2 separate regions of the Danio rerio genome follow, and region 2 is linked to region 1. The links are chromatin contacts, called in public HiChIP or PLAC-seq maps. All regions are on one chromosome and are shown on one strand. The core of a region is the stretch at or near the end of the contact, and the rest is flanking DNA. Distances in the headings are between cores, read along the strand shown.

Region 1 (7,248 bases), core at 3,990-6,489:
TTATGTGCGACTAGTTTTTACTGTAAAATGTTCACCACATGCGCGGATCCGGGAGACATTCACGCAGAATGCATCTCTGCACTTGCAACACGAAACGCAGCGCTCGGGAATGGTTTAAAACTGTTGTCATGTCAACTTGCTGCAGTAAACAAATCCAAGTCCGTAATGCATGCCCCGCCTTCACGCTCTTCTTATTGGCCCACTGCTCTAGCACTGAACGTAAATGATTGGTTAATATCAGCTGTCAATCACTCAGTCAGCGCTTCTGGCTTGGGATGACAGAGAGAGAGCTACTGCCGCGAAAAATTGTAAAGCGCTGAAGAGGAGAATGAAGATAACACTGACAGATTTTGTTTTAGATACCATGACATCTAAAGTTATAAATACTGAAACATCTTAGTAGTGATCATGTGCTAAATGTTAATCCACTATCTACACTTTTCCAAGAGTAGAAGACTTCCATTGGCTTCAAGTTCGCTATAAAAAGTCTGTGGGATGGAGTTTTCAGGTAACTGTTTGCCACATCTACTGTAGCACGAGAGCTTCTGTTAAATCCTTCATATAATCGCCAGATGCTGTCCGCCATGCAAGGGACAGCTATATGTCAAATTGAACACCACGAACACACCATCGCAAACGGGCTTGCATTGAGTAAACTAATATCGCTACTCATAAAAATAAACCGGTATTGCTATTAACATGTATGCATATAATAAGCTAGAATATGTGTCAAAAGCATTAGTGCAATATCCGACAGCACTTGTGAGAACAGCACAGTTATACCGTTAACAGATTCATCTAAGCAGTGCGTGCAAGGCCAGTGAGCGCTCCGTGTATCTTTTGCTCACTCAGTTATGTTATAAAATTCTATTTTCTTGTGATAACGGGATTTCGTTGAGACATATTTTCCTCACGATTGCATTTATATATATATAATTTTTTTTGCTTGTTAGTTTGTTTAGTGTTGATTTCAAATACAATAAATATGTTTGTATAAAACTTGTAGTAACGGTGCTCATAATTGGTGGGTGCGACAAAATTTTGGCTGATGCGCCTAAATTTTTAAAGTTAGGAGCACCGGTGCTACCAAGCAAAAAGGTTAATTTCGAGCCCTGCACATGTTTGAGAATAACAATAATAATAGCAAATGCACTCATAACCTTTATTTTACATCTACAGAATCGTGAGAAAATTGTAATCTTTATTTTAGACAAAAAAAATGCGATTCTCATTTTTGTTAAAATCATACAGCTCTACTATATAGTACACTAAAATCAGTATGCGAGCTGAGTAGTATGTCCGAATTCACAGAATTCATAAATCAGTATGCGAGAAGTACCTGGATAACCTACTACTTTCAGCGAGATTTTGAAGTGCGCATCACATGCACGCTGCTCTATCCCATGATGCCCCGCAAGAGAATTCATGAATGGAAGTAAAGCAACGCACATCACGCAGGTAGATCACGTGATCATGACAAAATGGCGGTTGTAGTATGTCTGAACTCCATTCATACCGCTCGCATTCATACTGTATAGAACGTACTTTTCTAATGGCCGAGTAGTACGTTTCAATTCAAATGCAGTACCTATGAGGTGGTTTCAGACACAGAGATAATCTTTAATATAATGACTTTTCCATGGAGCGATCGATTTGAGGTAGTCAGCTATTTTTATCTGGCAGAAGAAAAAAACATATGACGGTTCTTAAAAAAGGATTCAGTTAGTGTTTTCATTTTGTGATCTAAATTTGTCATTAAAGTGAGAAGTATCTAGGGCAGGCCTATTTATTTGATTCTTTTTATTTAGTTTGTTCTGTTTTTCTATGCTGTCGGAAACAGGTGTGTGAAAATGTTCTGTTGTTAATATGTTCACATGTTAAAATAAATCAGTAATGCAATATTTAAAGAGTCAGACACAGTTTGTCGGTTGGCAAAATTAACTGAAATGAGCATCCCTATGAACTACACAAACATGACTGAATGTTTAAAAAAAGCTGTTTTAAATCATACACTCTCCGAAACAAAGGTACGTGAGCTGTCACTGGGGTGGTACCTTTTTAAAAGGTACACATTTATACTTGAAGGCTCCATTTTGGTACCTCAAAAGTACATATTAGTTCCTAACAATTTTAAGAGGAACACTTTTGTACTTTTTAAGTACTAATATGTATCTTTCAGGTACAAATTTGTAAGGTTTTAAAAGGTACCACCTCAGTGACAGCTTGCGTACCTTTATTTCTGAGAGTGTACTAATATCCACAATATTACTACATTTGCTGTATTTTGTTGAACTAATTGCAGCTTTGGTGAACATAAGTGTGTTGAACTAATAACTGCACAAAATATTTTACAAACAAATTATACACTAAAATCTACACAAAGTATTGTACAGATTCTATATTAGCATGCATGCTTTGAAATTGTACATACAAATCTTTCAGATAATAAACAAAACCAATCCAACTGGTCTTCGTGACAGGCTTATCATTCCAGCTTTTCCACTGAAGTATAGTAATTAGGAATCCCTTTGTAATGGGTTGTACTATCTACAACAAAAACCCTGAAGCCTTTTTACTGTTGTTGACCTAAACCTTTTTGAGTCTCTGTGACTCTCTACCGTCTTCCTGTTTTTCCACTATGATCTGCAGTAACGCAACAAGCAGCCAACAAGAACACACTGTAACAATGCTCCCGTTTGGCCTTTTCACAGAATAATCTGAACTGCATTGACCTTCCAAAAGGATTACACATTCTGACAGTGGCGTAAATGCATTTTCACGAGAAGCTCAAGGAAACAAGCGTTGAGAATGTTTATAGACAACACCAGGGGGATAAAAACAGAGTAGCATCGGCTGACAGAGGAACACAGGCAGGTTAACTGATGACTGCAATTTCTCTTCAAATGCATCCAATAAATATGAACAAGGCTCACTCCATGAAGGTTAAACTAATCTAATCCCAGTTCACTCTAGCTGTCAGACAGTCGTGGCTAAGAACTACATCAAGACTAACGATGCTTCTTAAGTGCTCCTTGCCCAAAAATGTAATGGACAACGGTGGTTTTCTACACAACGAATTACCTAGAAGCCAAACATAAAATGTAAACAATGGCTGACATCAATTTACCTTGACATTAGGGCTGCACAATATATTGTTTCAGCATCGATATCGCAATGTGCGCATCCGCAATGAACAAATCGCAAAGATATGCAATGTCTAATCTGAATAGTAACTGAGCAGGAGCTACAGAATTGTATTTAATCAATGTATTTATATGTAATTTATATGATTTTTGCAGAAAAAAAATATTACTTAGAATTTTTGTCTTGTTGTCAGTCCAAATATCTACATTTTATAGCAAAAACAAGATTATTTCACATACGCCACTGGCAGATCCTTTCGCTGAAAAAAAGCTAAATCAATATCAAATTTCTCCAATATTGTGCAGCCCTACTTGAGATTCGCTTGTAAAATGACAGCAAAAACAAACTGGCTACTACGAAAACAATGGATTAAAGATTTATACTCAAGTTTGTTAAAGCATATTCATGATAAACTTATTACTAACCAGAGATTATTATACATATTTAATGCAGGCAGCTTTGATCTTAAATGTGAATTGCTGGGATTTGAATGGGGGAAAGTTGGAACAAAGCAACTAACACAATGTAACTCAGGGGTTCAGGTGGATCGAAAGACCCACCCCCAACTGATGAAGTCCAGAATTTGGCCCCTAGATTAGCTCATTTGTCTCAATTTTGACAGTATGCCATCATAAACTGTGAAAATAATTGATAAAAGAGGGCTTAAAGACGAATGTAATTATTAATTATTTTTAAAATGGACAAATTCTGCAAATGAGCTGGCTAGTTTGTTACTTGCCTATAGGCTACAGTTTTTAATTTAAAACAAGTGGAACAGATTCCTTTTTCAATGATGGATGATAAAAAATGATCATTTAAAAAAAGCTAAGTATTTTTTTTATCTTATTACAATATTTATAAAACTGTAATAACGTAATGCACATTTGTAAATAAACACAATTCTTGTAAACAAAATATAGTTTATGTCAGATTAAGCACTTTGACAAAAATGTAGGAAATGTTTTGTTGTATCAAAAAGTGTGGTAATGATAACCATCGTACAAGCTAAATTTGGTGCTTAAAATGTCCCCAAAATGCAGTATTTGAACCTCATAATTGAATAGAAAATGAGGCAAATGAATGCGAAGAGGTCCACGAGCATGTAACAGAAGGGACAGTGTTTTCTCTTACAGATGTAAAGCACAGTGATTTATGGCGGTTTAGAAGTCAGTTTTCTCTTCACCTGAGATTTTCTCACCATTGAGTGTGAAATACAAAACATGAAGCGGAATATGTTATCCACTCTCAACTTCAGATCCAGACTCCAGACCAGACTTTCAGTTTCCTTGATGGCACATAAAAGTAGTTACTCCTATTTATCGAAAAATTATTTTAATTAGTAGGGAGGAACTACGAAATAAAATGGAAAGCAATAAGCTGATTGTCCATTAAACGCTTGTGTTGAACCAGTTTGAAAACGGAAATGACATATGAGCTATATGAAGTACAACATCACTCTGTTGATATTGCTTAAACATTAATAAAATTTAAAAGAAAACTTTTCAGACTTATGTTGGCTCCTGTGGGGAATTTTATTTATGTTACTAAATGATTGAATTAATCAGATTGTGCAAATATGTGAAATTAATTACAGTGTAAAGCTAACGTTCTGTCAATGCTGATAAAGGCTAAAATATCAATAACATAAACGATGGTTATGTTGACGCATGATTTGGACGTTTTGTAGCTCTCGTAACGCGTCGAGGCATTTCAAGTAAAACTGTACGTTAGCTGTCAAAGAGCCTTATCCTCATTCAAAACATCTCGCGAATGTCTCGCAGGATTCTTACGTTATTTTGTTGAAAAATAATGTCGCAGGTCGACGGAAATAAAAGGAATGCTGGCAAGGGTTACATTGTAGCCAAACACAACATTCCTCTCGGCGAGCAAAGGCAAACTGGCAGAATCGGATCATGCTAATCAAGTGTGCGAATGCTGCCTCTGATGACAAATCACAACGCTGTGCCATAAAAATGTACAGAAAACCACCAAAATCATAACTGACCCAATAGTACACATGTTTGAGCTAAAAAACTTACCTTCTAAAAGGTGAGACGAAGTGACAAGCGCCTCTGCAGGCTTCCTGTTCTAAACTTGTCGTATGTCGTTGGAAAAAAACATTGTACGCGGAAGTGGAGACAAATTCAAGCGCGCGATGTTTGACTGCAGATTAACAAACAAGACTAAACCATTCTTAATTTGCGAAAATTTGATAAATATGCTTAGTGGTTCCAGGGTGCCATCGACAGAGAAGCTGTGTGTTTTTTTGCTTTGGGGAACGTAACTTTTCGCCTTCCACCGCCTCTTCCTGTATGACTTGCGACCACCAGAGGCCAAACGGTGTCCAGAAATTCATTTCATCTATGTCCGTGTGGTTACGAGCAGTGTTACACTAAATTCGTTCCCCTCCATTAGAACGGCTCTCAGGGCTCTTCGAACACTACACGGCTCCCTGTGGTATTACTCTACACATTTTCACCATTTATGAAATAAGCCTGACCTTTACTTTGAAATACGTTGATCTGTATGTGCAGAAAATATGAGCCTGTAGTCTTTTATTTAGCTTTTTAAAAATATTTTTTTCTATTGTCAACTTAATCTCTGTATTTAAGGCATTCTGTGAATTTGACAAGACCAATGTCTAAATAAAAAACTGTCCAAGAGTCATCTTTTAACACTATTGAAAACTAATTATAGCATTCATTTATTTATTATATTTACAGATAAAATAATAATTAGACCCCCAGTGAAATTGCTATTTATTATTTTTTTCATTTTCATTTGTTCATCAGGGGTCTCCACAGCAGAATGAACCACCAACTTATCCAGTATATGTTTTACACAACGGATACTCTTCCAGCTGTAACCTAGTACTGGGAAACACTCATACACTCTCACATTAAACACATACACTATGGCCAATTTAGTTTATTCAATTCACCTGTACTGCATGTCTTTGGAATATGGGGGAAACCGGAGTATCCAGAGGAAACCCACGCGAACATGGGGAGAACATGCAAACTCCACACAGAAATATCAAATGACCCAGCCTTGACTCCAACCAGCAACCTTTTTGCTGTGAGGCGACATGGCTAACAACTGAGCCAACATGTCGCTCAAATTGTAATTTAAAAAAACTCAAATGTTGTTTAACATATATAAGCTTTTTTTAAACACATTTAAACATGATAGTTTTAAATTTTATTGCCTTGGCTATCATGACAAAATAATATTTTTCTTATTATTTTGCAAGATATTAGTATTCAGCATAAATGTGAGTTTTCAAACATTCATTTATTCATCAATTTTTCTTTGGCTTTGTCCTTTTACTCATCAGGGGTCGCCAAAGTGGAATGAACCGTCAACTTATCCAGCACATGTTTTACACAGCGAATGTCCTTTCAGCTGTAACCCAGTACTGGGAAAAATTCATACACACTTATTCACACACACACACACAATTAACCTATAGTGCATGTCGTTGAACTGTGGGGGAAACCCATGCCAACACAGGGAGAACATGCAAACTCCATACAGAAATGCCAACTGGCCAAGCCAGGACTTGAATCAGCAACCTTAATGTAAGCCACCAGTGTCACCAGTTTTCAACAAAATTGGGAAAAATAGTTAAATCTAAATAACCTTTCAATTAACATTTTAAAATGCAACATAAGCAAATTTTAAGAATTTAAATAACATTTTCCACAGTACTGAACCTTGAAGTACAAAGTTACACTGGGTGTCAATGTTTTTCATGTAAGAATAATTCAGAGCACGTTTAATTGAACTGAAAGAAAAATCCACAATCTCACAATTCAATCTCAAGAATATTGTTTATTGCTCTTGAAGATATTACTCTTTACTCATTTTTTGTTCTAGTCATCCTTTCTGTTTTAAATTTTACAATAAAACAAAGAAAAGTTTTACTGTAAGGTAAATGGTATTTTTTCCTTTTCAATGTGTACACACAAATACGCAAAGTCCTATGTACAGCGGAAATCTTCTGTAGTATGGGCAAGTCAAGTAACCAACTGTCAAGTAACAACTCATTTAAGTTCTTATCTCGAATCTGATAAGAACTTTCCAAAGAATATCTGTGAAAAC
Region 2 (7,579 bases), core at 1,655-4,154, 150 kb after region 1:
GAACACGCATAATGTAGAGTTTCATGGCTAAATTTGAGCCTGGTGGCACCTTCATTGATTGCACATTCCATGAGTAAGAAGAGAGTGTGAAGTTTTGATTACCAGAGTAACAACACAATTTTACTTCAAATGTTGCAATGAACAACATTATGGGTGACATATCAGACTTTAAAAGAGAAAAAAATTGTTGGTGGGCATTTCGCTGGCGCATTTGTGACCAAGACAGCAAATCTTGGTGTCCACCAAAATTATTTTTCGGGAGCTCCAAAGGGTAAAAATACATGGCTGGGCTGCTATAGCCAACACCTTTGGTCATCTGTGCCAATGTAAAACCTTGGTTTCAATAGTGCCAAAAGCAGGTGCAACTTAGTGTATTCAGAATTGAACTTAATTCAGAGTTGTATTAATGTGATTGTTAATGTTTTTGCTGTAATAACTTCATTAAACTTTATATATATATATATATATATATATATATATATATATATATATATATATATTATATTATATATATATATATATAGACTGCATTTGTTTATATAATCTGAAGCCATGTTTTCTAGTTAGTTTTAAGTTTCATTAAATAAATTAGGGGCGATGCAGTGGCGCACCAGGTAGTGCTGTCGCTTCACAGCAAGAAGGTCGCTGGTTTGAGCCTCGACTGGGTCAGTTGGCATTTCTGTGTGGAGTTTGCATGTTCTCCCTTTGTTCACGTGGGTTTCCTCAGGGTGCTCCGGTTTCCCCCACAATCCAAACACATGCGGTACAGGTGAATTGGGTAGGCTAAAATTGACCGTAGTGTATGAGTGTGTGTGGATGTTTCCCAGTGATAGGTTGCAACTGGAAGGGCATCCGCTGCGTAAAACATATGCTGAATAAGTTGGCGGTTCATTCCGCTGTGGTAAACCCAGATTAATAAAGGAACTAAGCCGAAAAGAAAATTAATGAATAAATAAATTAGGCAATTACTCATGAGAACTTTAATGTACCTTCGACCCACAGCCCTCAGTTAAGTTTGGTTTTTGGTCCTTTATAAGAAAAGGTTTGGGCACCCCTGTTTTTAGATCAAAAACACAGAATTTGATTAAACTTACCTAGGTAAAACCCCAAACCAGCTTTGTGCAAGAGGCCTCTTTAATTAGTCATTGTCATTTTGGTTGTTAAGTACTTGTGAATGCCTATAGACTGAACTTGCACATTTCCACAAAATTGTGTTTTGTTTTGTTTTTTCCTTTACACTGAGATAATTATGGTATAGTTTTTTTTTTCAATAAATGAATTAAACTTATACCTATAAAATACACCAAATAAACCAATACATTTACATCAAAAATAATTTCAAATAAAAGATCAACTTTATAATAATACAAATATTGTTGAAATTAAAATATTTAATATTTTTATAACATTTACAAAAACAAAAAGTATTTTAATGTAAATTCTAAACTGAAAAATGTGCAAACAACTTTAAAAATGGAACAGAATGGGTTTTCGTAACTCTGACTGATCTAAAAACAACATTTTTAAATAATAAAATAAAGTTAAAATGGTAAACTAGACCAAAATGACAGTCAAACAAAAAATAAAGCTGAGATTAAACAAATGTCCTAATCCAGAGCTAAAATATTTCCGTGCACACCTCCAAATCTGTCACATCTTTAAAATGAGCAAATTGTGTCATTTATAGGTTTAAGGCCTAATAAATAAATACATTACCCATGGTTTCCTCCAGGTCAGAATTACACAGCAGGTTTTCCTCTGGCATCTCAAGCTTCACTTCCTTATATCTCTCCTTTTTCTCTTCCACAGTCAACGTAGACTCTCTCTGAAGTACTTCATAAATTCCAGGCTCAGTTTTGACCTGAAAACTAGTTTGGTTTAAGGGAAAGTGATCTGGCTCTGTCTTTGGAACAAATGTTCTGAGCGCAGGAGGACAAGGCTGCAGGTTCACATTGTGCTGCTGGTGTTGCTCTGATAGCATTAGGACTCCCAAAGCTTCCAACTCTCCTTGCTCTGGACTCATCTGTGTGACTTTGGGACAACAGTCCATTACACAGTTCAGCATATCATTAGATGTTTCAGTTGCATCTGTGCCAACACAGATGGCATCAACATCTGATGGAAGGGGCTCCTTATCACCATTTTGCAACTGTTTGTCTTTGCTCTTTTGACTGGATAGTTTTGTTTTCTTTAACAAGTTGGGTTTCATCTTTTGAACAACCTAAATAAAAAAATTGGAAATAACAGTATTATAGGTTATAGTTTCATCTACAGGTTAAAAACAATAACATTACTGGTATAATATTTAACGTTAGAGCATTTAATGATTTTAAGGTGTTAATTTATTATAGGTTACAGTTTAATTACAGGTTAAACACAATACTGGTATAACATTTAGAACATTTAAGGAGTTAATTTGTGCAAAGGCAAATTATTAGTTTTTCAGGACCTTCAGAAATCTGGTCTGTGGTTTAAAATACGTTGGTTGGTTTGACAGACTGGTCTAGATAATCTTGAAGGTTCATACAGCATGTGTGACAGCGGCTAGCAAACATAAATAGAAGATTCGTGTTGGCTTAAATAATTAAACACGATGTTCTTACCGGGGGACAAACGTCAGTTCATTTGCTGCATTTGGATGTAACGTTAGGTTCAAACCCCACCGGTCTAGAACCTCTGGTTATTATCCAGTGGACTGTGACAGCCCTCAGTGAACACCATCTTCAAACAAACGCCTTGAACTTCCACCCCTAAAATGACACCAACGCCGTTCATTGTATTAGGTTAAATACTAGTTATAAACGACCTAACGCGGCGACTGAGGCCGTTTCACAAATCTAAAAGACGTTAAAACGATGCTGGTTGTAAATAACAACACGTAAAGGCAGCAACGATAACGCATTTCAAAATAAGACCATGAACCTAGGCGTTTTTCAAAATAAAAGCTCGCGACCCTTTCCTGCATTGCTTTTTACTGTATTTAGTTATATTTATATTAAAAGATTTTCACTATTAAATAGTATACATTTTAATATAGCTTATTTAAAAATTGTATTATTCTGTATTCAATTCAATTATTATTTTATTTCTATAGCGCTTTTACAACATTGTGTCAAAGCAGCTTAACAGAAGTTCTAGTAGATTGACACTGTGTCAGTCCATTTTCAGAGTTAAGGTTCAGTTTAGATCACTTAAGTATTGTTTAAATTTTATTGCTGAAAGTTTAAACACTAAAGGGCAAATCCATCAATGTGCAGCTCCACAAGTCCCAAACCAAGCAAGACAGGGGCGAAGAACAAAAATTTAACCAATTGATGAAAGTGAAGGGGAAAAAAACCTTGAGAGTAAGCAGACTCAGTTGGGCACAACCATTTCTCCACTGGCCCAAATTCTTGTGAGAACACTGGACATCCGTCATGGAGAACTGCAGGTGTGAGTAGGTGATCAGACTTGCACCCGGGATCAACGCAAAGACCCATCTGTCACTGGGGTGTTTCAGGAATCATGCTCTCCACTTCCCTATGACCACCACAGCATCAACTCAGGTGTATCTAATCATTAGAGACATCTAAACACCATGAAAGAGACACAGTTGCAATGTTTTTACTGTTAATGCACAGGTGTCAAACTTAATTCCTGGATAGCCTCAGCTCTGCAGTTTAATTCCAACCCTAATTAAACACACCTGATCAGACTAATTGAGTGCTTTAGACTTGTTGGATACCTACAGACAGCTGTTTTGAAGCAGAGCTGGAACTAAACTCCGCAGGGCTGTGGGCCTCCAGGATTTGAGTTTGACATCCCTAGCAGTCCAATTCTTTGAGAAGCATTATGTCAGGTACAAGAAGCTAAATGGCCAAAAACGCAACCAACTCTGGTAACCATTAATGGATGATATTTTATTATGGACAAACTTCTGTTAAGCATCAAAGGCATGTGCGTCAATCACAGAAAAAAAGACTGTAAAAGCATTTGAAAATGTCTGAACAGAACAAAGCTTTTTCACCATAGTCAAACTCAAATCCATTTTGGTCTTTCGCTTAATTTACATCACAATCCCTTGTTCTTGATTTAATGCAACAAAGTAACCAACCATCAGTTTGCAATAGCTTTTTTTCCCTCTGGAGTGTCACCCGAGATAAACATATGGCTTCTCCTGTTATGTTATTTACATTAAATAATCAATGTCAAATGAACATTTTTCGTAATATTTTATAATTCATGAGAACTTTAATTGTCAAAAAATAAGAGAAATGTAGATTTCTACATCAGCCTACATAAATACGTCAAATTATGCTCAGAAAATAACAGTCCATCTTCAGAAAAAACAAGTAAAACGGAAACTCCATATTAATGGCAATACTGTAACAAACTCCATAAAACATCATACAGATAGAAGGCTAACTGTAGTGTTTTCAGTGATTTCCTCTCTTCATTTCATCACCTTATAGTGTCTCACCAGGAGCATACTATAGCGTTTCTATACGTTTAAAATTTGCATTGCACTTTGTTCAACAGATCTTCTATGAATCTGGCTGAACATGACCCTTCGGTGAAATAAAATAGGAAACTGAATTTCATCGATCACTAGTTAAATATTGAACACATTATTTATAAATCCTTTTTACCTTTTGGTTAAACTAAATCAGTGTAAGGAGGGAACAGAAATAAAGCAAAGAAAAAAAGTTATCCTTCATTCCCTACACAATGTGAATAACATGGATGTTTTCTGGGCCCTTGTTAATCAGCTTATTCCTTCACATTAACACACACACACACACACACCTGCATTACTTAAGATAACAGCCTGAACTCATAGAACTCCAATCCTAAATCGAATACAAAAAGAGTGAGGATTCAGTCACAAGGTTGTAACAACGTCCGGTTCAAGGCAAAGTGAGTAAAGGCATGTCATCAATGCAAACAAAGGACGTGTAACCGTAAACCATCAAATCGATAGTCTGAAATGCATCTTCAGTCTGAATGAATATGTATAAAAATAAGCCAATGGCTCAACATGAACAAGACCTATTGACTAGATTCAATCTGTTATATTACAGGAAGCTTCAACTAATCACAGCCATGACAAAATACCAGTAACAAAAGCATTACAACTATTTTTTTTAACATCATCTGTCCCCATTTCTTTTTTGCAGACAATCAAAGTTTTGCACATTCAAGCGGACACGTTGCACCGTCTCTTGGTTTGGATGGCAGTTCAGATTGTCACATGAGGATATAAAGCACATTGGTTCAGCTGCAAAGTCGACGTTTTGACGTTTCAGGTGATATGTCATGCTGTAGTTATCGTCGTCTTGTCCAGCTGGTTTCAGTAGTGTATGTAAGACAAAGAACGCAGCAACAAAGCATGGATATACAAGTAGTGCATTGCATAAAGGTTGCTGCCTTAAGTCAATATGGAGCTTTTTAGGAGTGATAAACAAGTAAACAACATCTAATACTTAATTACAGTATATGTACATATCACAATTCCTATGATTCTTCTTTTTCCTCTTCTGTAAAATAAATACATCCCTTTAGTAACAAACAAAAATAAAAGGATTTTCACCCTTAAAGGAGTAGCTCACCCAAACATCCAATTTTACTCAGCATTTACAACCCCTCATATGGTGGAAAACATTTAATAATTTCTTTTTTTGTTGTTGTTGAACTTGTAAGAAGATTTCTTTTAAGAGTACTGCAAACCAGTAGCCATTGACATCCATTTATTCATTTTCTTTTTGGCTTAGTGCCTTTATTAATCAGGGATCGCCACAGCAGAATGAACCGCTAACTTATCCAGGACTTTTTTTATGCAGCAACCCAGTACTGGGAAACACCCATACACTCTTGCATTCACACACATACACTATGGACAATTTAGCTTATTCAATTCCCATTGACATCCATAGTAAGAAAAAAAACTGTGGAAGTCAATGGCCACTGGTTTTCGACCTTTCTCATCATTTCTTTTGTTGTGTTGACAAATAGTGAATGCTAGTAAAAGATAAATAAATAATTACAGAATTTTCATATTTTGTGGGTAAACTATACCTTTAAAATGGTGTCATCGTTTACGCACCCTCTTGTAGTTTAAGATACTTCTTAAAATGTCTCAGTGCTTTTTTGCTTAAACAGCTGATGTCAGTGGGATCCATTGGTGTTTGATTTTGGACCTCATTGAACTTATCTGCATTGAAAAAAAATTGTAAATGTGTAAATGATGAAAACATTTTTAACTTTTTGGGTGGTCTATCCCTTTAAAAGCTTCACAACTTCCTTTGCCCTTTCTGTTCTTAACTCTGAAAATCTCCCTTGATAGTTTTTTCCTTTTCAGTCTATTTCTCCCACTCAATTCCCATCTTATTACATGGCCATGGTTGTAAGATGTTGGTGGCCCAGCAAGCCTTTTCGGCCACCGCCGGCACCAGGATGCGTTCCTGCTCCACCGTGTCCACAGTACTCCTGCAAATTCTGCCGCAAAGTAACAAGTGCAGAACCTAAACAGGCCCGATTTGGTGCAAGGATGCCTCCTGGTAGCTGTATGAGCACTGTGGCTACCCCTGCCATCCCGTCGTCTGTGGGTTCCAGAGTGATTGGCCCAACTTTGAAGGATGAGTATGAGAAACCCATGAGTTGAGATAGGAAAGGGTCGGAGCGGCAGAAATGCTGGTAGCTGCCATGCGAGGACGGATAATGGTGTTGGTGATGTGAGGTTGGGTTGGCGGTGGAGCTGGGTGCGTAGTGGTGAGCGTTTAGGTAGTGCAGAGGCAGGTGCTGCCCGTTGTTGCCTCCACTCAGAGCCAGATGGTGGTGATGATGAGTGGCAGTGCCTGTGCCAGGGTCGTGTTTGTAGGACAGAGCCCCAGGTCGCCCCCTCTGGCCCATTACCATCCCACCAAGCTTGCCTGTTCGGACGTGGGCCAGAGACACTGCGCTGCCCCCTCCAGCTGAGGGCAAGTAAACTAACTGTGGCTCCTCTGGCTCCAGGTAGACAGTAAGTTTTGCAAATGGACGAGAGGCCATCTTGGTCATTTCTTGAATGTGGCGCCGCTGCTCGCGACGGAAATCCAAGAACTGCTTTACTTTCCAGAGTAACACGCAGACCGACAGGAAGAGGAAAAAGCAGGAGAAGAAGACAGAGAAAAAGACGAAGAGGTCAATGTGGGCTTGGTCCTGTCGTAGAAAGAGGAGGCCTTGAGATTCTCCATTATGAGTTTCTGTGCCTACTCCGCGCAGGGCAATAAAGAAACGGCTGGACTTGAGCGAGTGCACTTCGTGAGGGAAGGTGATGACCACTCTGTCCCGCACTCCGCGTACGATCAGCACTGTTTGCGGCTTCCACACAGTGATGTAGGTTATGAGACCTTCGGCTCGTTCTTCCCGCACCTCACGCTCTGAACCTTGCAACTTTGCGGACAGTGTGCCAAGTAAGGCAGAAGAGGAGTTAGCAAACACCTTCATGGGCGACGGCGGGGCGAGAGGTACCTCCTTTTCACCTCGGGAAGCTGTGGCGGAGGTGGCTTCATCCTCAATCTTGATGGTATGCACACCGCTTTGGCGGTCTACCTGCACAATG

What was found. HiChIP or PLAC-seq counts read pairs in DNA pulled down with a chosen protein or histone mark.
Region 2: an H3K4me3 HiChIP or PLAC-seq map of gastrula embryo shows a contact between it and region 1, with 3 times the contacts expected there. The contact joins the promoter of LOC100000772 here to the promoter of arhgef1 in region 1. A contact is called at or near these places in 3 of 18 Hi-C or Micro-C datasets (caudal fin, hematopoietic stem cells and an unstated tissue) and 2 of 4 datasets of contacts at active chromatin or transcription factors (caudal fin and gastrula embryo).

What each region holds. Positions count from the first base shown.
Region 1 is chr16:29,349,889-29,357,136 of GRCz12tu, forward strand. arhgef1 (Rho guanine nucleotide exchange factor (GEF) 1) reads right to left here and starts at 5,240. Exons shown (of 31, transcript NM_001044848.2): 1 at 5,184-5,240.
Region 2 is chr16:29,499,308-29,506,886 of GRCz12tu, forward strand. It overlaps LOC100000772, which reads right to left and starts at 2,905. Exons shown (of 3, transcript XM_005158030.6): 1 at 2,604-2,905; 2 at 1,717-2,221. The coding sequence starts at 2,209. megf8 (multiple EGF-like-domains 8) reads right to left here. Exons shown (of 44, transcript XM_005158031.6): 44 at 3,881-7,579. The coding sequence ends at 6,367.